2 separate regions of the Zea mays genome follow, and region 1 is linked to region 2. The links are chromatin contacts, called in public Hi-C maps. All regions are on one chromosome and are shown on one strand. The core of a region is the stretch at or near the end of the contact, and the rest is flanking DNA. Distances in the headings are between cores, read along the strand shown. Region 1 holds the start of LOC100194309. Region 2 holds the start of LOC103649584 (RING-H2 finger protein ATL39-like).

Region 1 (6,616 bases), core at 2,235-4,734, 330 kb before region 2:
TAGAATAATACCGTAGTATTTGTGTCATATACAATTGTAAACTATAGTATCTCAAAACTACATCATTTCAAAACTGCATTTACAAACAGGCCCTCAACGGTCTCAAGTTTTTTGATTCAGCAATGTGTACCACTTCAATTAACAGTGGATCTGTTTTCTAAGTACAACACACATCAAATAGATTGCATAACATAATTCTAAACCTCTGGTCCATAAATATAGTTAAGAGACAGATTTTTTAACTCCTTAAATATCCCTGAAGAGACTTTATATTAAACGAGATTTTATATACCCTTAGACACCGATCGATTGTAACTTATATCCTGACAAGGCTGGTTTGGAGGCAAAATCTACGAAGGCATTGTTATAAATAAATACGACACAAAGGGGATCAATCACAGAGAAGACACAGATTTAACGTGGAAAACCCCTCTAAAGCGAAGGGGAAAAACCACGGGCACCGGCCAGTAACTTCTCACTATTTTCGGGTGGTTGCAGATCGCAGGAGATTTACAATTGAGATAATTATCTCCTATGGCTTACAAAGATATTTATAGAGGTGAAACCCTAAAACAAGTAGGGAAACGATCCGTACCACGAGGGGCTCCACCCCTTCAGAACTTAGATCACAAACTCAACAGGCATTCCGCTTCCCGTGACAACCCGTAAAGACATGTTTAAAAGCGAGATGCTTCTCATTTGATATAGAATAAAGCTCCCATTGAACGCCCCGAGTACTGACACAAGATGAAGACCCCTCTTATCATGACAAGACTAGTCGAAGGACCGTGCATTGCTACGACTTCTATATATCATATGAATAAACTTTGTTTTAATAAAAACATAAAATTATGTGTTTTGCTTGATTAGTTGGACGTGAATATAGAGCCAACAACCAAAAATTAAAAACCCATTTATATATAATTTTACCTTATTTTTTTACATACAGTATATAATAGAGATGTCCCGCCCCTTCTGTTTGTCACAATTGTCGATTGTCATGCCATAACACATCTTCCTACAACTACAGCATCGAACAACAAACTGCACCAAGGTTTTGCCAATTGCCACTGTCTTTGTAGGCAAGCCCAGCCCAGTGGTTCCACCTGATAGCATCATCTGATCACTGGGCCCTACCGCAGTCACAAGCCGTTGGGCCATTGCTTGCAGGCCTAGTTCCGGCAGGCTTTGCCTCCGCAACTCCGGCCCAGACAGAGCCCATTGGGAGGACATCTTCTTCTAGTTTCGCTCTGGTGTTCGTGTCTTGGTCTCTTGGACATTACATTAACACGCGAACGAACCTGTAACCTTCTTGTGTCAAGAGCAAGGGGGGATATCTTGTAGCGGCCGGCGGTACGGGTTTGGCACGCACATGCGCGTGCTGCCACTGCAGGCGCAGAGGAACATGCCTATCCCTTGCAGCGTAAGGAAGGTAAGGTACCTTGTGTTCTTGCGCCCGGCCACTGTTTTAAGGATCATGCATGTCACGAGACAGCAGGGAATGCAATGTCGCCGGCTGGTTCGTTCACGCCTGCTCGGAAGTCGCATGGCATGTGATGGCGTTACCACCTTGCATGCCCTTGGGTTGTAAAGCATGGTAGCCTGCTGTTCGACCATACACGCACGGTAGTAAAGTAACACGAGTGCATATTTCACTCTGAATTGCTTTTGGTCCTTTTTTACCTACAGCCTTGGCCCAAAATGCTCGAACAAAAATTACAAATCAGGGGAGGTGGTGGAAGGCAGCAGGAGAGGATGCAGATGCATATGCATGCAAGGATAAACAAACCAAACCAAACCGATGCAGTTCCTCTTCTCTTTACATCACATCACGTTACACACCCCCAAAGAATGCACACACGGACACGCACACGGCACACACACACCAATCCTAGCAGCGGCAGCGGCAACCTCGCTGTGATGGGCTGCAGGGCGGGCGACAGGGCCATCCCCGACTACAGCGACCGACTCGGATGTCTGGACGTGTCGCCCCACCACCTCCTCCTCATCACGAGGGCGGGCCGGGCGCGGCGGTCCCCTCGCTGCCGATCATGTCCTTGTCGTCGCGGACCGACGGGGCCGCGTCGGGCTCCCTGCCGCTCTTCAGGCTCTGCTGGTGGTAGATTTGCCTCAGCCTCTCGATCTCCTTCCTCAGTGCCTCCTGATGAGCTGCACACACACACACAATGTCAGCCAGCGGCGGTGGTGGCGTCTTGCGCTGCATGCATAATTGCATATATGCATGCGGCGCGAATTGAATTGCGACGACGGCGACCGGCGAGGGTCGTAGTCGGGAGGAGCAGGGGGCGGCAATGGCGGTCACCATCTTTGAAGATCTTGTCCTGCGCGAGCGCCGCGATCCGCTGCCTCAGGTGGCTGTTCCCCAGCGTCAGCAGCGAGCGCTGGTGGTCGAGGAACGCCACGCGCGGGGACAGCGCCGACACCTCCGTCTGCACACATTTGTTCGTTCGGGCAACGGAATTCAGGCCAGATCCATCCATCCGCGGACACTAGCTATTCGCTCAGGCGAAATTCAGCTCGTTTGGCCGCATCGCATGCACGCACCTGGAGCGACGTGACGCTGCGCTCCAGCTCCGAGATGTACTGCAGCTTGCGCACGCGCGACCGCTGCGCGGACTGCCGGTTCGCCAGGATCCTGCGAGCGACGGAAGGGGTTGTTGCCGGGATGAGAATTCTGCGTCGCGAAGGGCGCGCATTGCCGGAATTTGAGCGACGGAAGATCGTCACCTCTTGACGCGCTTAGGATCCACCGCGGTGGCGGTGGCGGCGGCGCCGTGGCACTTGCTCTGTGCCTCCTCGGCGTCGCCCCTATCCGTCTTCTCGTCGTTGATGCTGTTGTGGTCGGACGGCGACGACGAGCTCGCCACCGGCGCGGGCGCGGCCTGCGTCTGCGGCTGCGGCGGCGGCGGTTGGAGGTCGTCGGAGAACATGGACAGGAGCTGATCGTCGTCGAGGCGGTCGAAGTCATGCGCCCCGGCATTGCCGTCGCCGGGGCCGGGCTCGGGCTCGAGGAAGGCCACGGAGTCGCTGACGGAGCGGCGGTGCGCGCCGCGCTTGGCGGCGGAGAAGTCGAGGAACTCGTCCACCCACGACGGCTGCATGGGCGCGGCGGCGAGGAACGTGCCCACGGAGGGGCTGCGCTGCTGCTGGTGCCCGCCCCCGAACTCCGGCCACGCCGGCGCCACGGTGGGGATCTTGGGCGGCAGCTGCGCCATGGCCGCGACCGGGACCCCGCGCCGCGCGTTGGTTCGACCCGAGGAATCAACGCAACACGCGGGAACGGTGGCGCAACGCCGGAAACCTTCCCCCCCCGGCCCAGCCCCTTAGTGCCCGAGACCCTGGGCGACAATGTAGCGAGGGCGCGCGTGCGGTGCAGGCCGGGGATTGCGCGCGTGGCTCCTCGCGTTTTTGTTGCTCGTCTCGTTTCTGCGCTAAATTGGGCAATGTCGCGACGGGAATGGCAGGGACGGGGGTGGAAAGAGAGAGAGAGAGGATCGAGAGCCTGAGAGAGAAATAGGAGAGTGAGACGGAGGTCACATGACAAGAGGAGAGAGACAGCTAGCACCAGCTGGTGAAGGAGCGCGGGAGGGGACGGGGAGGGTGGTGGGAAGGGAGGGGAGGACTCGCTCGGCTTGGACATGGGACACGCCTACACCTTTGGTCGGTGCACTTTGTCCCACTGACATGCGGAGCCTACGCGTGCCTTTGCTGGTCTTTTTTTTCTCTCACTGAAAGCATCTCACAATAGAAAAAGCGGAATACCACTGGTAACGAGGGAGAGCCTATCACAGTTCAAACAACTTTCAGAACTAGGCTAGATAATGGTGTAAAGAACTTTTGGAGCTAGAGGTAGCTATAACATGAACATCCTATATTTAGCTAGTGACATTATAAAATATCAATTATAAGAAATCAGCACTACATATTACATAATAAACGGTGTTTATTTTATCAAATGGGAAAAATGACAAATCCTGTACCTCCAAGTAATGGCTTTACCCTGGGAAGAACGTTTGGTTTTAGGCTTGCCTTACGCCTCCTTCCTAAGGAAGCCACTGTTGACTGACCTCTCTTCGAGCCTATAAAAAGGTAGGGGATTGACCCTCATGTAATGGGGTTGGACTGGTGGAGTTTACTTGGATACGTACCCAGAAAGATGAGCCCTAGACGAACAGAAGGAGGAGCGCGACGAGAACTAGGAGGCCGGACTGACGAACTGTTTGGATATCTTTCACTAATTTTAGTAGCTAACTATTAGCTCTAGTAGATTTAAATTCCCTAAGTATATTATTTTTAGGTGGTCGAAATCATAATTGTACCTTGGAGCACCGATTTCAAAAATATTATATAGGTGTTCGAACCAAAATTGAGCGCGGACGGTCCGGCCCTGAGGCCGGACGGTCCGCGGTCCGGACGGTCCGCGCCTGTGGGCCGGACGGTCCGCGCGTGCGCAGAACAGATTAGGGTTCCGAGTTTTGTGCTACGGTTGTTAGCTAAAATCATGGGATAAGCTCGGAAATTAGTTTGTAAAGGGTCCAGCCCCCCTCCTCTATAAATAGAGAGGTATACGGCCGATTTGTAATCATCATCAATCGAATCAATACAACTTTTATTCGCATTTTATCCTAGGAGTAGTTCTAGTCTAGTTTAGGTTTAGCCTCTCAATCCCAAATTCTTCGCCTCTCTTCGACTCTACGCCGATTGGAGGAGTCTAGGTCGGCCGGCCCGAGCCTAGACAACCCCTAGGATCTCTCCTCCCCGACGGGGTCCCTCCCGGGAGCGAGATCCAGGCCGCCGCCGGCGACTTCCGCCGCCCCTGCGTACGCGCGGACCGTCCGGCCCCAGGGCGCGGACCGTCCGATCGTCAGGCAGAGAAGCCCTAGCCGCGCACCAGGTCGCGGACCGTCCGGCCCCAGGCCGCGGACAGTCCGCCCCTGACCAGAGAGCACCACCGCGCCTCGCACCAGGCCGCGGACCGTCCGGCCCTGCGCGCGGACCGTTCGCCCCTGTGCAGAGGGCACCGCCACGGTTCTTCTTGAGTAATTGACGCCTCCAAAAGGCGTCAACATACTTTTTGGCGACTCCGCTGGGGAAAACACATCTAAGCTCATCAAATCGGCCCTCAATGGCCGGTTCAAAGGATAGCTCTGATATTTCTCTAAACAACATCATAGAGCCGACTTGGGAAACCTTGCCGGCTGACGAGCAGCTCCAGTTTGAGGAGAACAAGGAGCGGATGATCCAGGAGGCGAAAGCAAAGTTCTTGGCCAACTTCAAAGTGGATAGGAACAACAAGGTCGTCCGACATCGGGCGACGGATCCGGCTTCGCTCCAACCCACGCCAGATATCCCCAATGTAAGTAATACCAACGATCTGCAATCTCTTAGAAATTATGTAGAAGATCAGCGTGAACAAATGCAGAACATCATAGGGGGTATGCAAAGCGATCTTAAGAGACTAGTACGTGCATTTGATAAATCTAGTATAGCAAATTTTCCTTCACACGAGGTTGAATTAGGAGATAATACACGTAATACATCGGTTAAAGGTTGTCACGACCAGTCACAACCCCCTTATGGGATGTCGATGGACATGTACCCTGAGCAAACGCAAATCGGCAGTAAACCAGCCGACCTACACATGTCCGGACCGTCCGCTCGCGAGCGCGGACCGTCCGGGTCAGCCACAGTCGGGCCCATTTTTAATGAGTTACCTAGACACACACCCGAGCCACCACATAGGGCACCGAATTTAAACTATCCAGTCGGACGGTCCGCATACAACGACGGACGGTCCGCATATAATCACGGACGGTCCGGGTACGTATCCGGACAGTCCGCGCATGAGTCTTTTGAGGGGGATTATTACCTGAATCCTCGCCCGTCCCAACAACACTTCCCATCACATTATGCAATGCACCAGCTCATTAATTCAGGATCCAGAGCCCAGGAAAGCTTCCCGGCCCCACCTAGAAGGCCGGAAAGAAACGATCAAACATATGAGCCATATAGCGCAAATGGAAATGCACCATGTAGCTCAAACCAATGGGGGAACGACAACATACTAACATGCAACCAACCCCACCTATGTTTGACCAGAGAGCCGGTGGTCTTGCACCGGCTGCCATTGGTATAGTGAGGGAAGAAATAGCCGGGGCGTTCCGAGATAAGCTCGGAGTAAGCATGATCCCTGGGGGGCAATCGTATCGGAAGCCTTATGACAGCCGATTTGATCACCACCCATACCCACAGGGAACTAGGATACCCGAGTTTGCAAAGTTTTCGGGTGACCAAGGAAAGAGCACGCGTGAGCACATAGGCCAGTTCCTAGCACAATTAGGAGAATTGGCTGACACCGAAGCATTCCGTGTGCGTTTATTTTCATTATCCTTAACAGGGACTGCATTCACATGGTATGCCACGCTCCCTCCTAACTCCATTTTGTCATGGGGAGACTTAGAGCAAAAATTTCATGAACACTTCTTCTCTGGTGATTATGAGCTAGATTTAGTAGACTTAGTGACCCTACGACAAGAAAAGGATGAATCGGTTAGTGATTATATCCGGAGATTCCAGGATACGAGAAACCGATGCT
Region 2 (6,763 bases), core at 2,087-4,586:
GCTATCCTTGTACGACTCTTCCCCAAGACTATCCAGCTCTGAAATAGCTTCGTCGAATGCCTGGAACCAAAGCCCTCAAATCATAAAGGTTAATTGGGTATGTGCCATTATAATTTTCTATGTTTTGATATGTGCCACTAAACTTTTTAAGCTTGCAAATATGCCATTAAACTTTTAATCAAATCTAAAATAAACCATTGTCTACGGTTTAGTTCCAAACAGACCCACCACTATACATGTATTTTTCGTATTTCCCTTTGTATCATTGCCGAACACAATTGTTATTTTGCTGTTACGAAGGCATCACTTCTCTTTGGGTCTCACCAGTTACGAACACGATTACTGTTACGAATGCATCACGTCTTCTTCAACATGATTGTTGTTTTGCTGTTACCCAAATCGTCAGAGCCCTGCTGGTGAGCAACGCCTAGTGAAATCTTGTGAAGAAACAGTCCAACAGAGTAACATGCTACCATCTGAGCAGAACTAGGAACCAAAATTGCAACACACATGTACAAATCATGAACTGTCCACAATAGAATAACCAATAGTGACCATAGCAAAAATCTTCTGTTTCTGAATAAAAATAGCAAAACCGGTGTCGTGTTCGTAAAAGCAAGGGCAAGGGTAGAAAGAGAAATACGAAAATATACTGGTGGGTAGGTCTGTTTGAGACTAAACCGTAGACAATGGTCTATTTCAGACTTAATTAAAAGTTTAATGGCACTTTTGCAACCTTAAAAAGTTTAGTGGCATATATCAAAACATAGAAAATTATAATGGCACAGACACAATTAACCCAATCATAAAACAGCATGTCATCCCTCAAATCACCAGGAGAAGGGGAGAAGGGGAACCTGTTTGGCCAGCGAGCAGGCACGGTCCGGCGAGCTGAGGATCTCGTAGTAGAAGACAGAGAAGTTGAGGGCGAGGGCGAGCCTGATGGGATGTGTGGGCGGCACCGCGGTAGCTCCTTGACGGAGGCACGGAACCCACGGTACCTAGAAGCAGCTCGCTGGCTTCGCGCTCCCCGGAGCCCTCCGCCGCCGCCGCGGCGGACGCCGGCTTGCCGCAGTGCTTCCGGTGCGCGCGCCGCTGCTTGGCGCTCGGGTGCCCGTTCGGGTACTGGTACCCGCACGCGTGGCACAGGACGCCCTCCCCTCCGGCTCCCGCTCCTGCGCGAGAAACCACCGCGCCGTCACATGTCACGTCCACAAGCAGGCACGGGGGGACGACAGAGAAAAAAAGAAACGCATCTTTTCACAGTGCCGACGGCGGGGGACTTACCGGGCACGCTCCCGCCTCCGATCTTGTGGGCGCTCTCCATGGCGACGGGGAACCCGCGGCGCGGTGCTCGGCGGCAACGGCGAGGGAGAGGGAGGCGAGTGGGGTTGGTTGGTTGGTTGCCCGCCCGCCTGCTCGCTTTGCGCAGTGAGAGTGTGTGTGGAGATTGGAGAAGACGAGGCGAGTAGGCGTCCTTGCGCTCGGCGCCGGTCTTGAACTCGGCGAGGTAGCAGTGGTAGTCCTCCATCTTGAGGTAGAAGACCCTGGCGTCCACGGCCGCCGCCGCTGGCACGAGGCGCCCGTCGAGGAGGCGCAGGATCCCCGTGCAGATCCCGGAGAGCTCGGCCTCGACGCGCGCGCGGTACCCCCTGGCGGCGGCGGGTAGCGAGGACCAAGATGACCTGCAGCGCTGGGGCGAAAGGAGGCGACGAGACGTAGTACCGACCAGAAGGATCGAGGAGCGTACAGAACAAGGAGGTTCTCGATGCGTATGTAGCCGTTGATTAGAAATCCGACGTCTAGAAAAATTTGAGCCGACGTGGACAATGTTATAGACGCCGTTTCCGTTCCGCTTTAAAGATAAGGAAATTATGTATAGACCGACTTTTGTTGTTTTCAAACCGATTTATTTTAAAATTGGTTTTTGGCATTGAAAACTTGTCAAATGTGTTTTATAATTGTTTTCTATTGAGATAAGACCACTCCTCTTTTTACACGAGAGGATCACGACCAATTGATGTATCTAGCATCCAATTAATAAAAATATATCTACTATCTATTTTTCTTTTTATATCTTATTCTTTGTCATGTAGCGACGTTTTAGATAATGTTGGCGATCCCAAGACAACCTCTGTGTATACTTTTTTCTGAGGCGAAGGATAATTATTTTTGTTGGAGATGCTAAGGTGTCATCTTCACAGAATTACAGAAGATAAAGTAGTACACAATGTTTCTAATTACATGTATTATGATGTATAGTATAATACACTATGTGCTAAGGAGTCGCAACGTCGTTTTTGCCTACCTACCCAACGGCACCGGCCGGTTGACCGGAGCCCAGCACGGACGTGCGGTGTGCGTCCCCGGTCTCCGCGGCGCCGCCTACCACGGTCACGACCAACGTGCCCCCAGCGGCATCGATCAACGCCGGAGGCGGCGAGGGGCGCGTGTCCGCCGTCGCCTTGGGCCGCACCTCGGCCCGGCACACCGGGCACGTGGTCCGGGACCGCAGCCACGCGTCGATGCAATCGACGTGGAAGACGTGGCTGCAGCCCGGGAGCGCGCGCACCTTCTCGCCGTCCGCGAGCTCCGACAGACACACCGCGCAGTCCGCCGTCCCGGTCCCGGCGCCGTCGGAGGCGGAGCTAGGCCCGTCGTCGTCCGCCCCGCGGACGCGGTACGTGGCGACCGGCAGCGCGGCGAGCGCGGACGCGGCGAGCCCGTGGCGGGCGCTCCTCCTGGCGAAGGAGCCGAAGGAGCGGCGGACGCCCACGGCCAGGCGGCCCCGTCCGCGCGCCACGAACTGGTACAGGAGCAGGCGGATGAGGACGAAGACGACGGTGAGTATGGCGAGTATGACGACGGCCGTGAGCAGGACGCGGCCGGTGAAGCTGTAGTCCGGATGCTGCGGCTGCGGCTGCGGCTGCGGCTGCTCCTTCTGCCGCCACACGAACGGGCCCGGCCCGCCGTCGCGCGCCGGCGGCAAAGGGCTCCCCACGGAGGGGCTCGAGCTCGACATGGATGGGATGGACATGGCCGCACGGGGCCAAGAAGTTGGCCGAACGCGAGTGATTCTTGTCTGCGATAGTGTGCTTGCAGCCTTGCCTTGCACACGTTGGCGTTTGTAAGCAGTGACGCAGTCAACGGCGCCGGCGTGTGTTAGAAAAAAAAAAGAGATATTTTGTGTCCGTGGCCGCGTGGCTTGGCCGACGACTTGTGGGATGGAAGTAGTAGTAGGATGGTGCCGAGAATTCCGAATGCCAATTTCTGTGCTTGTGCAGTTGCATAATATAAACGCATTTTTGTTAATAATATAAACTAGGTGAGTGCCCGTGCGTTGCAACGGAAACATATAATAGCATGATAATTTATATACAAATGTATGTTATAAGAAAAAGATTTCGTAATCCATTTGTGATCCTAGTTATACATAAATTTTATTATTTTTATGTAGCTATTTCACCACTACATTTCAACCATTAGTACTATACAGACTTCTATATATGATTTTAATAATGTCATATCAATTGCATAATTTAAATACTAAGACTATCACAACAAATTACAAACTTATACAAATCTTTAGGAAATATCACAAGGCCTTACAATTCAAACAGATACTCAATATATATAACAGTACATTCCATTAATAACATGTCCACAAGTCATCATATGCCATATGTCTTTTACCTTAAACTCCTAGTAACAACGAAATTGATCAATGACACATATCGCAACAGTTATCTTTTGTGCCGGTATCTTAGGGGATTCATAGAGAGGTCGAAGAACCTCAAGCACACAGTAAGCCTGTATTAAAACACAAGAAAATTTAGATACATATCTGCTAAAAATTAAAATATGAGTAGATGCATATCTTAACAACCTGATCACACGAGATAGAGAGAGAAAGTGCACTGGAAGCTCGTGGTGGAGCAAACAACAGAGAGTTTTAATAATTAAGATGTTGCTATAAAAAATTTTCAATCTCTCTAGGTTGTAAATGTAGGATGTAACTATTGAGAAATTGAACAAGATCAATAGAAATAGAGATCATACCCGTCATCATGGGTGTGGAAAAAGCAAAATGTCAGCTAAAGTAGGCCTATATAGTATCAAATATGGAATTAACTAACCTCAATACAAGAGAACAACATTTCGAACACTTTGGTTCAAATCATTCATTAATTGCAGGACCTGCACAAGACAAAAATTCTTAGAGCTTCTAGATATATCACACCATACAAAATGATACAAATTTGGATATGATGTCAACAGTGACATCGGAACCCCCAACACTGTCTTCGAGGTAATTCAGATCTAGCACAATACATTATTATTGTTTGACTTTTATTACCATAAGACTACTGCTAAAGTTATGAAAATTAGGTAGGTTCCTGTGGAGCAAAGGAGTAGAACACAAATAGACAACACTACAAGATGTGACAGTGTCTCGCATTGGAATCCTAGCATATACAAGAGCTAGTGTTGTAGCATTGATGCAAGCTGAGTAGCAGACCTTGTTCCTGTTGTGCATATGGTGATGGTCAAGACGACAATAATTTTGAAGCACAATCTATGGTTACATTATTTCCAAGAAGCAAAAGAATAATATGTTATAACATGACTCAATAACATAGGTTAAATTATTTTCAAGAAGCAAAAGAAAAATATACCATAGCATGAGTAATAATTGACTAAGATAGAAACAAATAATATGCTACACTCGGTAATGTAGATAAATATAAAAGGCATACAACATAATTGGTATACATTCTCCAGATTGTCTCATCATGCCAAGTAAAAAATCTAGATTTACTCAACCCACAGAAATAATGGTCTTGCTTGATATCATTTTAGGACGTAACAAAAAAGGAAGCTTTGTTCAAAAATAAATAATAGAGGGGTTCTAAGAGTGAATACAACCTGGGACAACTTCAACAATGAGAAAGAAGTGAAGCAGAACACCTACCATCATCAGCTTGAAGAACTTGGACATGACATCAATCTGCAAAAAAGTATAACAAACATTGTAAGTTGGCCCTGATATCATATTAAAAAACTGATGTTTTTTAAAAGACCGACCTGAGTGTGGCATTAAATGCGTTAATATGCTTGCCTTCGTTTTATGTCGAATAACAAGAGAAGTTTCTGTTGATCGCCTGTCAGATGATTGTAGCGTTATTTCACTATCATAGTTATTTGGGAAATGAAAGACCATGTACCTTCAAGCTGAACCCACTTTAGTTCACTACATTTCATGTAGCTATCGATTTTGCACAATGGGTGTTCACCTAACAACAAATAAAGCAAGTCAACTAAATTATACTGCAGAAATATAGTATTGTTTGTTATGCTGGATGCTACTCGTGAAGTTCCTGGTCTTAACCACCATCCAAATAAAATATACATTTCCTTTCAACTACCACTCATTTTATTTTCTATTGATTATTTTCCAAAACAAATTGCATAGGCATTGATGTGTTAATATTCGAAATTATACAAATTATTTATAAACTTTAATTACATATAAAATAATCTTAATTATTCCTGCAATTGTATAATACAAAAACAAATTATGCTGTACTTCAGTTTTCGATGAATACAAAAATGAAAGGCACAAAAAAATATTTTGTAAACAATTTGGCAAAAAAAATTTGTATTCGCCCACCTTTCTTTGTTGCAAACTTCACATGCATGACAGTAACATATGCATCTTTCGAGTCCAAGTGTGATCCACTTTTGATAGTGCACACATCTTGCATCTATTTAATTGATGGGAATCACTGGAAGAAATGAGTTGCCTTGAACATGTTACCAATTGCATTAGCTTAACTAATCTCAAAATGGATCCCGATTATATTTGGGGCTTGGGAGCAATAGGGAGACAATAAGGGGTAGAGTACTCACAAGTCCTAACAGCCGAGACAATTGTGTTCCTAAATCTTCTCCTTCATTATCCGAAGGCATGACCCTGTACCATCAAATAGGAAGGACAATTTGATTTTCAGAGTTCGATTTCAAATTGAGGATAAATATATGCACATGATTACAAATACAAATTGTTGAAAGGACAGGAGATGATTCAATTGGCTAAATAAAAAATACCATGTTCACCTAGAAAATGGATATAGGCATTCAGAGGCAATCAGAAAAATGACGCCCACATCATGTATATAAGGCCACCAATTGTACTCCACCGAGGAAGAAAGAATCAGTGTAGCCATAATCCTACTATGATCATAATGAATGGATTCTGCATTACTTCAGGAATAACAGATCCCACCCTCACCAACACCAAATGGATACAAAAAGTTAACAACCCAAGCAATACAAAAGAACATGCATAAAACCTCTTGAGGCTGAACCAAGCAAGACATAACAGATTATGCTAATACTTGATGACAAATCTATTGCTCTGGTGTCCAAAGTTAATTATATGAATCCAAGGGGAAATGGAAACAAGAGGTCACAAAGATGATACCGTTCATAACAGATTAAAAAGTTTTCTTCGACATAAGGTTTATTGGTCTGATATTAGAACAATAGAAAGTCATTAGGTTGTCAATGTGTATTTGCAGAATTAAAACGAAGACAAACTAACCTTCAACCTAAATCCAGTAAAAATAATACACCTAAACAATACTGGCTTCAAATTGGCTCGATTTCACTTCCACACAAGAATCGCTAACATTAGCACATGATGTATTTAGTCACCTGAGAAACAGAAACCTTGTAGTCAAGTAGCATCTGGGGCATCTTC

Evidence for each region. Hi-C and Micro-C count contacts between places; a contact is called where the count stands out from the background.
Region 1: a contact with region 2 is called in a Hi-C map of ear, with 1.9 times the contacts expected there. The contact joins the promoter of LOC100194309 here to the promoter of LOC103649584 in region 2. A contact is called at or near these places in 2 of 25 Hi-C or Micro-C datasets (ear and leaf).

What each region holds. Positions count from the first base shown.
Region 1 is chr3:3,894,454-3,901,069 of Zm-B73-REFERENCE-NAM-5.0, reverse strand. LOC100194309 reads right to left here and starts at 3,484. Exons shown (of 4, transcript NM_001317240.1): 1 at 2,749-3,484; 2 at 2,566-2,656; 3 at 2,324-2,450; 4 at 1,655-2,169. The coding sequence starts at 3,236. The coding sequence ends at 2,009.
Region 2 is chr3:3,565,597-3,572,359 of Zm-B73-REFERENCE-NAM-5.0, reverse strand. LOC103649584 (RING-H2 finger protein ATL39-like) reads right to left here and starts at 3,336. Exons shown (of 1, transcript XM_008675319.3): 1 at 2,140-3,336. The coding sequence starts at 3,037. The coding sequence ends at 2,309. LOC103649583 (a long non-coding RNA gene) reads right to left here. Exons shown (of 8, transcript XR_002268526.1): 2 at 6,118-6,234; 3 at 5,911-5,974; 4 at 5,672-5,804; 5 at 5,226-5,294; 6 at 5,086-5,162; 7 at 4,137-5,008; 8 at 3,611-3,810. LOC103651716 (14-3-3-like protein GF14-A) reads right to left here and starts at 2,033. Exons shown (of 5, transcript XM_008677418.1): 1 at 1,999-2,033; 2 at 1,408-1,685; 3 at 858-973; 4 at 1-60. The coding sequence starts at 2,033.